3 separate regions of the Mus musculus genome follow, and all the other regions are linked to region 3. A link is a contact called in public Hi-C and HiChIP or PLAC-seq data. All regions are on one chromosome and are shown on one strand. Each heading gives the region's core, a stretch centred on a gene start, on an enhancer-like site or on the middle of the called end of the contact. The rest is flanking DNA. Distances are from core to core; before and after follow the strand shown.

What was found. A called contact is a pair of places that touch in the nucleus more often than the background predicts. HiChIP or PLAC-seq counts read pairs in DNA pulled down with a chosen protein or histone mark.
Region 1: a Hi-C map of B cells shows a contact between it and region 3, with 6 read pairs. The contact joins the promoter of C1galt1 here to the promoter of Pon2 in region 3. A contact is called at or near these places in 1 of 39 promoter capture datasets (pre-B cells), 1 of 484 Hi-C or Micro-C datasets (B cells), 2 of 115 datasets of contacts at active chromatin or transcription factors (astrocytes and double positive thymocytes) and 1 of 9 other capture datasets (adipose tissue).
Region 2: an H3K27ac HiChIP or PLAC-seq map of thymic regulatory T cells shows a contact between it and region 3, with 22 times the contacts expected there. The contact joins the promoter of Rpa3 here to the promoter of Pon2 in region 3. A contact is called at or near these places in 1 of 484 Hi-C or Micro-C datasets (B cells) and 1 of 115 datasets of contacts at active chromatin or transcription factors (thymic regulatory T cells).

What each region holds. Positions count from the first base shown.
Region 1 is chr6:7,843,404-7,847,577 of GRCm38.p6, forward strand. It overlaps C1galt1 (core 1 synthase, glycoprotein-N-acetylgalactosamine 3-beta-galactosyltransferase, 1), which reads left to right and starts at 1,821. Exons shown (of 4, transcript NM_052993.3): 1 at 1,821-1,991.
Region 2 is chr6:8,256,474-8,260,904 of GRCm38.p6, forward strand. Rpa3 (replication protein A3) reads right to left here and starts at 2,668. Exons shown (of 4, transcript NM_026632.4): 1 at 2,527-2,668; 2 at 1,214-1,288; 3 at 222-330. The coding sequence starts at 2,625. It overlaps Umad1 (UMAP1-MVP12 associated (UMA) domain containing 1), which reads left to right and starts at 2,815. Exons shown (of 4, transcript NM_001302354.1): 1 at 2,815-3,020.
Region 3 is chr6:5,296,438-5,300,385 of GRCm38.p6, forward strand. It overlaps Pon2 (paraoxonase 2), which reads right to left and starts at 1,903. Exons shown (of 9, transcript NM_183308.3): 1 at 1,775-1,903. The coding sequence starts at 1,848. Gm52887 (a long non-coding RNA gene) reads left to right here and starts at 3,850. Exons shown (of 4, transcript XR_003956397.1): 1 at 3,850-3,948.

The DNA of each region.
Region 1 (4,174 bases), core at 571-3,070, 2.5 Mb after region 3:
TTATCATGTGTTAGAGGGTGAGGCTAAGTAAAAGTGTTGATTTTGTTAGGACTCTCCCCTTACTTACCGAATGAACGACGATGAACGGCTCAATTCTTTCTTGTGACTAATGGATTAATGAATGAATGGGCTATTCAGTGACTGATATAAAATCGAGTTCGGCTAGGTCTCCAATATGCTTTCTGTTTCCTGCCGTGATATCTGGCTGGTTCACGACTTAATAAACAAAAATCACCACACACAGCTCCTTGTCTACAATCATAACCAGAATATACCTGTTCTTTACAACTTAGCATCTATAATAGTAGAGGCAGAAAGTGGATTCAGATAAAGCTTAAATGTCTTATTCCAAAACCCTCACTTTTAATAGCTATGCTGTGGTGTGCTCAGAACTGCATAGTTTGAACATTTATCAAGCAGGGCACAGTGTTTCCATCCGGGGGCCTGGCCTTGCAGATGATGGTTAAGGTCTCTAGATCTTACTTCCACTCCCTGCTGCCTCACCAGGTGGCAACCCACTTCCGTTGCTGCCACAAAGATAGCTTCTTGGTACACAGGACCTTTGCCAAAGCAGAGCAGACGAGTTTGTAAAACTCTCTCTCTCTCTCTTTTTTTTTTTTTTTTTTTTTTGGTTTTTCAAGACAGGGTTTCTCTGTATAGCCCTGGCTGTCCCGGAACTCACTTATTAGACCAGGCTGGCCTCCAACTCCCGAGTGCTAGGCGTGCACCACCACTCCCCGCTGAGTTTGTAAAACTCTTAAGTATTTGCCATAGCAGAACAGAAGTAAAATGCCATTACACACATTCCTCCAAGAGGCTTTCTGTCCGTTGTCACTATATGAGTTCTCTGTTCTTCTGAGGCACACATCTGGTTACAGAGCACTCTTCATTATGCCAAATCTCTTGTTATTAAGGATAGAGGAATGCTGTGAAAGGAAAAGAGGCAAAAAAAAAGGGGGGGGGGGCTAAGATTGGGTTAGAGGTCAGCGTGACGTTGAGGTTTGTTCCACAGACAACAGTTTAAAAGGCAGTTCTTTACTTGTACTCCCTGCTAATTTCGCTTTCTGCTTTCCTGAGAGAATTAGAACACTCAACCTCACCAGAAGGGGGCTAAAAAAACCCTGAGCTCGGGGAAGCCGGGACTTCCCAGCCCACTCCGCAGGAGGGCGGGGCAAACACCCGGCGGCCAATCCCCGCATCCGCAGGTCGCGGTGTCCCCGCCCACTCTGCCCAGGCCCCGCCCTTCCCCGGGGCTGCTGCTGCTGCTGCAGCTGCTGCAGCCGGGACGTCAGCATCTCCGAGACCCCTGGGTGGCGGCTGCGCAGTAGGCGGGCCGTGGTCCAGGCCGCGCGGTCGGGAGGGGCGGAGCGAGCGGCGGGAGCGAGCGGCAGGAGCGCGCGCCGGGCCCGCCTCGGCCGCCGCCGCCGCCGCCGCCGCCGGGAGATGATCTGGGCGGCCGCGGGCGGCCCAGGCTAGCGGCCCCTGCCCGTGCTGCGGCGGGCCAGGGCAGCGAAGGTCGCGGGTGGGGGGTCGTCCTCCTCCCCGCCTCCGGGAGGGGCGAGAGGGAGCCGGGGCTGATGTCAGGGACGGCGGGCGGAGGCGCCCGAGGGCTGCGGGTCCAGGGGCTCGGCTGCCGGCGGCAGGGCGACTGAGGGTTCGGGAACGCCGCCCGGGTCCGCGTCCCCGTCCGCGCCGGCGCGGCCAAACAGGTGTCTCGGGCGGCGGGCGAGCGGCCACCCTCGCGCTCTCCGCGGCCCGGCGTGTCCGGCCCGAGGCGCCCGGGGCGGGCCAGCGCCGAGCGGTCCTGCCCGCCGCCCCGCCCCGGGCCTCCGCGCGCCCGGCGCCCGCCAGCTGTGTGCACTCAGGTGCGGGCACCTTCCGGCCGCAACAGTCCCGAGTGCCCGCCGCCGTTGGACCGTCAGCTTTGTCTGGAGCTGGTCGGTTATGGTTGGAACTTTCCCTGCCCTTCGTTGACTGAGTGAACCAGCCAGGTGTGTTGGGGGCTTGCTACGCGCAGGATTTAAAAAAAAAATGTTTTTTGTTTTTTCTTTTTCCTTTGGTAACAAAGTGTGATGGCTTTCCTAGATGTTGGCTAGTTAAACAAAGTGCTTTGACTTTAGATAGATACTCTTCTAAATTAACTAATTTAAGAGTGAGGATCGGGGATTAATGCTTTTGAGCTCTGTCCACACTTCTTACTAGTGGCGTGGGACTTAGAATATTCTAAGATCCCTTACTTCCTGGAAAAAAAATTTTTTTTTTCCAATCTAGATCTTTGTATTCACGGTATTTCCTTTTAGTACATACTGTCAAAAGATGTATTCTGAGTTAAAAAGTTACAAAGTTAGAACTTCAGTGCTTCAGACTGAGTAGGCAACGCGGAAGGGACAGAAGTTTGGTAATTTGCAGGAAGTTGAGGATAGACCACAGATAGCTCAGCCTGGTGCCAAGAAAAAAATGCTGTGCACACTACAAGTTGTTTGATTCTGGTGGAAGTTTGGATTTGGAAGTGGAAACTTGAGTTTTTAGAAGGTATTTATAAACGGTACAATTTTCCAGTTCCTTATCAGATAAATGTCAGACGAGCCTTGTGCACACGATATTGTGTGCTCTAAGCATTGTATAGCATTTCTGCCAGCTGTAGTATATATTTTTGTCCAGTTTAAATGAATATAAGGTTTGAAGTTACCAAACAGTTAACTCTTTTCACCATATGTTCAGTAAAACTGACTTAGGAAGGCAAGTATGACTCACTGAAAAGTCAGCATTAGTGGACAACTAACTTTAGTGTTTCAGATTTTCTTGAAATTTATGTTTTCCTCTATCTTTTTACTCAGGACTCAGCAGTTTACAAATGCTTTGTGGTCATTTCCCACTTAAACTCCCTCTCCCTACATTGTGCTCTTAAAAAAAAAATCAGCCTACAGTTGTGGATAACTTTAATATCAAGCAGTTTAAAAGTACATATAATGAGTTAATGTTTGGCTAATTGTATTCAAAAGTATGTGCTGTATATTGCTTGTGTGTTGATTTTGCTGAAATGAAAATTGTGTTATTCAGCTTAACTATAAACTCATGATAATATAAAGTCAAATCTTTGGTGAAAGTAGTGGTTGGAATTTTGTTGCAATTTATTTATGAATCAAATGTGAATTGAAATTGTTACCTTAATGCTCCTGTTTACCTATTACATTCAAAAGTTGGCTTTTCGGTACAGATATTTTAAAAGGACTTTGAGATTTTAACAACTAGCTTGAAATAAAAGAAAGATACATGTTTTTAATTACCAAATCTGGTGGGACTAAGGTCTTTTTAAAAATTAAAAATTTAAATTAACATGCCAAGTGGTGAGATTCATATATACGTTGGTCATTATACTTTGGTTTTATTCGCTTAAAGAAAACAAGACTTGCTGCATAAAATGTGAAGTTGGCCTTTTATCTTTCAATCCAATAAGAAACAAATGATAAAGTGTACTTAATTTTTTGCATATAATTGAAATGTCACTCCCCACCTGGTGTTGGGGGTGGGGCGGTGTAAGTCACTCAGCTGCAACTGTTTTTTTTTTTTTTTTTCCTGTTAGGTGTGAAACAGGAAGCTGTTCTTTATGAATCAGGGAGTCCCATTTGAAGGTGGAGACACCAAACAGAAACTTAAAACAAATTATCTTGCACCTGCAGTATGAAGTGTAGTAAGGGCCTGGGGAGGCAGTATTAAAGAGACTCTGGATTTGGAAATCTGACTGTTTTTACAATGAAAGCTGTCTGCTGAAGCACATCTTGACTATGGATGAATTGAAATATATAGAACTCCGTGTGGCCACTTGCATTCTTGTTTGCTATGTTAGTTTTCTGAGGCTACCAACAACGGCCCATTTGAGACGCTGGCAAAGCTGCACTGCTCCAGAGGTTCTAGAATCTACCGTTACTGCAAGCTCTGTGTCTAAGGGTGTCCTTTGCTTTCTTTTACACCACCCCAGCCTCTGCCCCTGTGATCACAAGGCATCGTCTCTGTGTAGCTCTGCAAGCAGGGAACTTGTGAGAAATGCACATTTTCAAAGTTCTCTTGACTGGGGATGGAATGCTTTGCTTTAAGGTGGGAAACAAGTGAAGTGAAAAAAAAAATATGAGGCTGCGAGTGCCAGCTGGAGGTCAGTGTAGGATGTCCAGGGAAG
Region 2 (4,431 bases), core at 1,418-3,917, 3.0 Mb after region 3:
ATATATTAAAATATTAATTTTATCATATTTTAAGTCCTTTTTATTCTATAACTAGCGGTATTTATTGTTTTCTTTACACACAAGGAATGACTAATTTACAAGGTCTATTCTCATTTTATAGAAATTGAAAATATACCAAAACTGAGATTTTAGATCAAAAACCTTAAATAAAAGTTTTCTCCTATTCATGAGACTGCTGAACAGTACGGTGCTTTACTCACCAAAGCGATTAGTATCTTCCTTAAACAGGGTATAAGATGCACAGAGCACGGTCGCCTTGGCTGTGACTTTTCCAACTACTTCTACAATCCCAGAGATTTCCTCGTCAAGCTAAACATTGAACAAAATGTCATTTAGGTATATTTACCTTTTCAGGTGATAATGAGCTTGGAAAGCTGTTATAATGTTTCCTTGTTTTTCAGATTTATTCACAGTTTACTAATTTTTCATTGCAAAAAGAAATTTTACATTTAACCAACACAACAATGAAATACAGTTGTCAAAAATGCTGGCCTGAGTCCTGTTTCCTTTGGTAGTTCTTTACGTTCTGAAGATACAGTTGTACGTTTAAGTTGAAGGCAAAGACATTAAAAGACTCCGAGGATGTTCAGAGTTCCTGTAAACAGACCTCCTTATTTGTTTAAAAACTCACCGAGAAGAACTGTGGATAAATCTTACATGTTCTATATCAAGTAACCAAATAGTATATGGATTTGTCGGCATAAAATATCAAAGATGTTTTAAGCACATTAAACATAAAACTTTAAAAAATTTAGAAATATAAAAATATGCATGAATATATATATATATATATATATATATATATATATATATATGAAAATTAAACATAGAAAATAAAACTGACTAGCAATGCCACTTAGTATGAAGCAGGAGGAACACACCTGGGGCCAGCTCTTGAAGGCCAGGCTTGTGATTATGGAAGAAGCAGTTTAAAAAATTTTTCACATGTATTTTTTGGATTTTTTTTTTAAGGAATAAAAATTGTTATCCAACCAATACTTAAGGGACACTTTCAGAAATGTTGGAGCCCTAAGAATCACTAAAGTTTAGAAATGGAAATAAGACAAAATATGAGAGCATGAATTTGATTTTTAAAGTTATACAAGTGTAATCTTCACATTTCCACCCCCAAATCAGAAATAATAAGAAACCCCAAAAAATTAAATATGAGAGCATATCACTTAAAACATACTGGCTCCATCAATTCAATGGTTCCATTTTTTCCTTCTCCATCTGAAAGAATAAACATTTTTCCAGTGGGATGAATCTAAAAAAGGAAATCAAGACAAAAAGCCATAGATTTAGAAAACAGAATCTACAGAAATGAATATTTAAAAGATTCCCTGAAGTTTCATTTGGTTGAATATAAAGTAATAGGGGTTTTGGACAGTTTATTTGGTTCAAGTTATAATCTTATTACCTGATCAGATGATTGTAAGCCCAGTTAATTTTGAATTTCTAATAAACAACAAATATTTGCTTAGTGTTTTGTGTGGTTTCTTTTATTTGCAAAAGACACTTGGTACACTAAAACTAAACGAGGCTTTCACTGTCTAATGAAATTCTGCCAACATTCTTGATTTAGTACATCTCACAGAATACCTTCTTTTTGAGGGGTTGTTTGTTTGTTTGTTTTCGAGACAGGGTTTCTCAGTATAGCCCTGGCTGTCCTGGAACTCACTCTGTAGACCAGGCTGGGCTCGAACTCAGAAATTCACCTGCCTCTGCCTCCCGAGTGCTGGGATTAAAGGCGTGCGCCACCACCGCCCGGCTCAGAATACTTTCTTTTAAAATTAAGAACGATGATCTAAAAGAACTGGTTGCCAGATCTGAGGAAGACTTCCCTTGAAACTGAGCTCTGCCACTCGATGTGAGGTTTGAGCAGCTCAGTCAGCCTACCTGTTTAGTTAGAAATTCTTTTCCCTTAGAAAATGTGTGAATGAAATGACCTAGCAGGTAAGTCCTTACAGAGGATTTTCTTTCCCTCGGCACTCTCAATTTCTGGGCCTTTGGGCTTAATTTTTACCTATAGGAAGGACGAGGCTGCAATCTAAGACTGGGCTAGATACAAGGTATCTATAGAATATGGGAGGGGCTATCAAGAAATGTTTCATAGGGAGACGACTGCAAAGTAGAAAAACTAGGCCCATAAATAGAGACGGCTGCAAAAGACAGGGAAGCAAGAAGCTAAGTCTGGCTAAAACAAAAACTCGAACAACAGACAGAGGAGCCAGGTTTGTAAATACCTTCCTGGTAAATAAAGAAAGGGGGCGCGGAGCGCTTGGATCTAAAAGGTCATTCCAAACAGTTTTGGGGACATAAAAGAAGCGGCACCAAAATGTTGCTGCAATGGCTTAGCAGTTTCCACAAGCTCTTCTTGTGAAAACTACAGCAAGCTGGAGGGCAATGCTGCTTAAAGGTGACCTGCTCCCAGCCTCAGCTCCCGACCCCGCAGTCCTTCCCGAGTGGCCGTGGTCCCGTCCTCTCGCCCGAACCCGCATGCACCTTTTCCAGCTTCCCCACGAAGCACACGGGCCGGTCGATATACTGTGGTAACATGCTGGCGTTGACGCGCGCTTTGGGGAGCTGCATTATGTCCTCCATGATTCTGCCGCCAACACTCGCAACCCGCAGGAAAGCAGAAAATGATTGACGCCCAGCGGGCGGCCGCGCCAACCCGGGCAGATTTCCCGAACACCAATCAGAGGAGACGTACGCTCCAGACCCACCAATCAAATCCACGGGAGCATCTGGTTCGCTCGCACCGGGCTGGCGGAGGGGCTCAAGGCTTCCGGAAGTACTGGTAGACTGCCTAGTGACGCGCGGCGTTCCGGAAGTCACTGGGGCCGAAACCCGGCGGGCAGTGGAGGCGGGACTTAGAGGGGCGGGGGCTGAGGCCTGGGACCCGGGATCTGGAGCGGCCGAACGTCGACTTGACCCCGGAAGTAAGCTGAAGGACCGTGGTGGGTGGCGAGCTGCGGGCTGCGGCGGAGTCTCAGGTAGCTTTCTTGCGGGAGGTGTCTGGATCTCCGCGCCTCTCTCCTCCCGAGGGCTGAACCGTCGGGGTGGTGGGCGGAGTCGGGCTCCTGGTCCCGGAATGCCGCGGTGCGGGCACTGACAGTTGCCAGCTTTTGCGCGGGTGGCGCGGGTGCGTGCCTAACCTGGGGTTTGGGGTTTTTATTTTTGAGCCAGTTCTACCTGTAGAGAACCATCGTCAGTCTTTACCCCTCCCTCAGGAGGTTGTTGCTAGGAGACGTTGTGTAACGGACCTGCCTGCTTTACCCACTGGCAGCAAGAGGTGCTGCCCCTCTCTTTACCTTGGACCTTTTGCTAGCCTTGGCGGTGTGGAGGTGTCCATTTCCTCACCTCCTGGGTGCTGGCGTGCATTGGGGCTCCGGTAGAGGAGGACCCCCGGGAAGGACTAGAGATGACAGGCTTCACCAGCTGTTGGACCCAAGCTAGTGCTCCTCCACTGGCGTCACATTTTCTCTTTCTGCAAATGAGGGGTTGACTGCTTTGTAAGGTGCTAGATAACTCTAATTTTGGGTTGTAATACTATATCTAGTTCCCCGAAGTACTCAGAGCTGGCTGTCTGAAAGACAGTTTATTCCAAGATTTGAAGAAAATTGTCGGATGTGTTTCTGGTTCAGAAAATGACTGGATGCTGGTGGCTGTTGATTTTAGTAATTTCACCAGCAAGGGATTGGTACTGAGAAATTTCAAAATGAACGCACATAAAAATACCTTCAAAAGAGGTTGCAGAAATTAAAACATAATTTTAATTGCGTCTCATAATTATGTGGAACAGTGTCTGGATTTTTCTAAAGCCAAAGACTTATTAACCTTCAAATTCAGGGCTAATAACTCAGTTCCAATAATTCAGTTCCAATGTAGCCTGCTGTTGCTGCCTTAAGTAATAAAATACAAAGATCTGGTTCCATCTATTTAAGAGTGAAATCCAATCTCCCCTATTTAAACGATTGTTAGCTCTCCTTAGTGTTCATGTGACATTTAATATGTGTGTCTTAATTCTGTTGTGATTAAAACAAGTTTAAAATTTTTTTCCTTAGTTGTGGGCTGCATTTCCTTTGGGTGCTGGCAAGTCGGTATTGAGGCATTCATGATATAGCACTGCGTTTTCTACCCTGGTGCATAGCACCCTTTTAGTTCAGTGAAAAGTAACCAGCAAGAAGTAAGTTCCCAGTTCAGGTCTAGTTTGCTTTATCTGTGTGCTGCAAGCAAATGGTACCCTGTCTCCAGACATAGGTTCTTACCATCTAGTTGTGGTGGACAGCTCGGAGCATTGTAGAAAATCGTGTTGTTTGTGTGCCTTTGGGTCATCCTTCTCAAGAACTCTAGGGAGGTATATCACAGCCTTTCAGCCCTGAGATTTTTGTTTAGTAGCTCATG
Region 3 (3,948 bases), core at 653-3,152:
GTATGTGTGTTTATTATTTATCGATTAAAAACAAAGGCTAGCCCGACCCATCCAATGTGTGGAGAGTCTACAGGAGCAGAAGCATTTCCGTGCCATGACAATGAAGCCACATTGCCATTCCCTGGCACAGGCATAAGGCTGACTTTCTCCCTGTTGCAGTGCTCCCACCATGTCCACTTCTCACAGGGCCTTCTTCTAAGTGAAGCTGCAGCTATGGGACACTGGAATTGCCTTGCAAGATGTGCTATACTTTGATTTGACTCTCATTCTTGGGGATGCAGTCTGGGTCTCCTTTATCATTCCCAAAGTGCTTTCCCCATGCCTAGTCCAGCATCTCTCAATGCTTAATGCATACTGTACAAGAGGATTGCTAAGAGAGGGGTGTGCTTCGTGTTGTGATTTTGTAGTGTGGTGCTGGGGCTAGAATCCCAAGCTTCGTGCATTCTGGGCAAGTGCTCTGTCCCTGAGCTACACTGCACATTATTAGCAAAGATATAAACGTTAAAAATAAAAAAAAAAAAGATAAAAGGAAGAAAGAAGAGGAGAGGGGAGGAGAGGGGAGGAGAGGAGAGGAGAGGAGAGGAGAGGAGAGAAGAGAAGAGAAGAGAAGAGAAGAGAAGAGAAGAGAAGAGAAGAGAAGAGAAGAGAAGGAAATCTGACTGTCATGCTGGCGTGTGCCTATAATAGCAGAAGTCAGGAGACCAAAGAATCCTGAGTTTTGAGACCAGACTGAGCTTCAAAACAGAGGATACACAGTGAGACTTCGTCTCAAAACCAAGAATTCATTTAAAATTTAGAAAAGCACCCAAAACCCAAGGCCGATGCCCTATCAGAACCAACTGAATTAGAATGTTTCACATGGTGCTACTTGGACGTCAAGACTCCGGGAGATCCCAATATCCAGGCCCCGTTGCTGTGCCCTTCGGGCTTATTTGTACAATGCAAGACTCATAGCAGTTTGCTGCTAAACAACCAATGAGTGCCGGCGCTTCCCTTTTGCCTATTAGAGAGAGGCCCAGTGTGAAGCACACCCTTCAGACTTGCCCGCCTTCCTCATCTGAGTCTACGTTGCCTCCCAGAACGCCTACAGAAGACTGTCTTTTCTCTTTAACCCTATAAGGAGCTGAGTACTACTGTTCCGGAACACTTTTGCAAGAAGTTTATAAAGTTTGAATTGGTAACTTGAAAGTATGATGTCTACCCAGAACAAACAATCGCTCGCTCTGCTTCTGGGACTCTGGTCAATAAATAAGGAAATGATGTAAGAACAGTAGCTGTCTCTCTCAAGCGTCTTTGATCTCCAGCGCCAAGACGGAAACCCTGAAGTTTCACCAACTATTAATGCTGGGGAGGGATGGGTTCCGGCTGAGCAGAACAGCACCAGTGACCTAAAATGAAGCTGTATAATTAGAGCGTCCACGCATGAGTAATGGTTTTGTTTTCAAATTAAAGCACTGGGTTTGCCCTTGGGGAATTTGCAAAGCTCTCTCTTGTCAGCCTAGGCAGAGGAACCTCGGCACCAGCAAGCGCTGGAAAACTTTTTCCCAAAGTGTCTAGGTCTTGGTGGAAGTGGACTGGGTCGGTTAAACGGAGCACCGGTAGCTATCCGAAGTTCTTCCTTCCATCCGGTCCCCCCCCCCCCCCGAACTAAACAAGCTCTCTCTCCAGTTACCTCCCCCCCTCTCACCCCCTCCCACCCGCCGCGCGAGCGCCCCAATCAGCTCGGCGGTCCCAGCCTAGGGACTCCCGACCCGGGACCCTCGGCAGCACCTACCTGAGCGCTAGGAACCGCTCGCCCAGCAGCGCCAGCCCGATGCCCAGCAAACTCAGAGCCACCATCCGGCCCATGGTGCGGGACCGGCCCGCCGTCTGGCTCGGGCCTGACCGAGCAGCTCCGGACGCTGGGCCAGCTCCCCGCCCCGAGCGCGGAGCCGCGCCCGATCCCCGCCCCGAGCGCCGGCTCTGCAGCCCAGGCTCCGCCCGGCGCCTCGTCCTCGGAGCACATCCGCACATGCCCGCGTGGGAACCCAACTGAACTTGATTCCTTTCACAAACACCCCGCCAAGCCTCCGATCCTCGCGCAGCTGCACCTGCTCAGCTCCCTGAAAACTTTAGGGTGGCCTCTGCGGAGTTCCCTTAATTTAGTTAAGTTTGGGCTTGCTTTTTGCTGTTTTGGCCTGGTGTTTGAGGATACTTTCCCCCTCTGTTGTGTATAATTTTGGCTTTGAGAAGCTAGGAAACAAACTCAGGACTTTGTTCATATTAGGCTAGTACTGAGCCATATCTACAGTCATACACTAGTTTTGTTATTACACATACGTGTGTATAACATTTCTATATTTAAATATAAAATATATTTAGATAGTAATTATTAAACAACACAGAAAGTATATTATATATATATATGAAATCTATTAAAATTGTACTTTTAAATGTTCTTATTGTTTTGAACATAAGGTCTCATGTGGTCCAGGCTGGTAGGGAACTTCTGATCTGTCTACCTCCATATGCCAAGTTCTTGGGCCACTCAAGGCCCTGCCTAGAGTAATATGTTTTGCCTTAGTTCTTTATTTCATATGCATGGTTGTTTTGCTTGCATGTAAGTATATGCACCACATTCATGCCTGGTATCCACATAGGTCAGAAAAGGGTGCCCACTACACCAGGAAATACAGCCAGTGTTCTTAGTGCTGAGACATCTCTCTCGTTCAGACATTTTAAATATTCCTTTCCTTTTTTTTCTTCTTTTAGATGGGAAAAAAGTGGTTCTGGACAGGTCTTATATAAGAAGTTAGAGTTGGAATTACATCCTTTTATATTAAGATTTATAGCCAGGTGTGGTGACGCACACCTTTAATCCCTGCACTTGGGAGGCAGAGGCGGGTGGATTTCTGAGTTTGAGGCCAGCTTGGTCTACAGAGTGAGTTCCAGAACAGCCAGGGCTACACAAAGAAACCCTGTCTCGAAAAAAAAAAAACCAAAAAAAAAAAAAAAGATTTTAGACTAAAACACCACAAACTCGGGACTCACTGGAGTACTAATCAATTTTCTCTTCTTTCTCCCTTTTCATTTTAATACTTATTGATATACACTTATAAAAATATAAAGAGGGAGGGCACTCGTTGAGATTGCGACAGCTACTGGGTATAACTTGAAATCAGTTCCTAATTGTTCCCAGTGCTTAATTCCCACCTGCAATGTTTGCAGAAGCTACACAGTCAGTTCCCGGGGACCATCCTTTTCTGACAGTGTTTTGTTATTGCAGCTCGAGGTGACCTCAGATTTGAGGCTCTCTTGCCTTGCCCTCGTGAGGATTACCAGCAGATGCTGGCACATCAGGCCAGGTTTCTGTTTTGTAACCAACCATTAAGGAAAAGCAGATGCCGGTTTGTACCTGGCCCCTCACCAAAGGGAAAAGAAAGAGATCTTCCTGTTCCACACATCTGTGACCAGCCCTAAGGGACTCTGGGATGTATCCACTGTCTGATAGACAGCTGAACAATTGCTCTTTCAAAGTCCCAGAAGATGTACTTTTTATGCACTTTCCATCACAGATAACTTCGCAAAATACTGTTTGTCAGGGCACACAGTTAGGTGGGTAGGATTGCCAAAGGGATCAAGTGCACTGAAATGTGATTATCGAAGTGCTTTGAAAGTGAGTGTATGCCACAGAAATACAGTAATGACACAGCCCTTCTCATCTTGGCATGGGAGCCACCCTGTGCCCTTAATGGCATCTCTGAGTTAGGTGTGATCTTAGCACAGCAAATCAGAAAGCTCTAGAAACATTCTTTCAAAGGAAGATAAAGGGCCAGGGCTGGTGACTGACTGGAATCTCACCATGAAGCTAAAACAGAGACTGGAGAATATTGGGTTTAAAACTAGTCTGAACTAGATAAAAGGCTGAAGAAAAAAATTCAAATGAGGTTAGGTATGTTATTTAAAGAT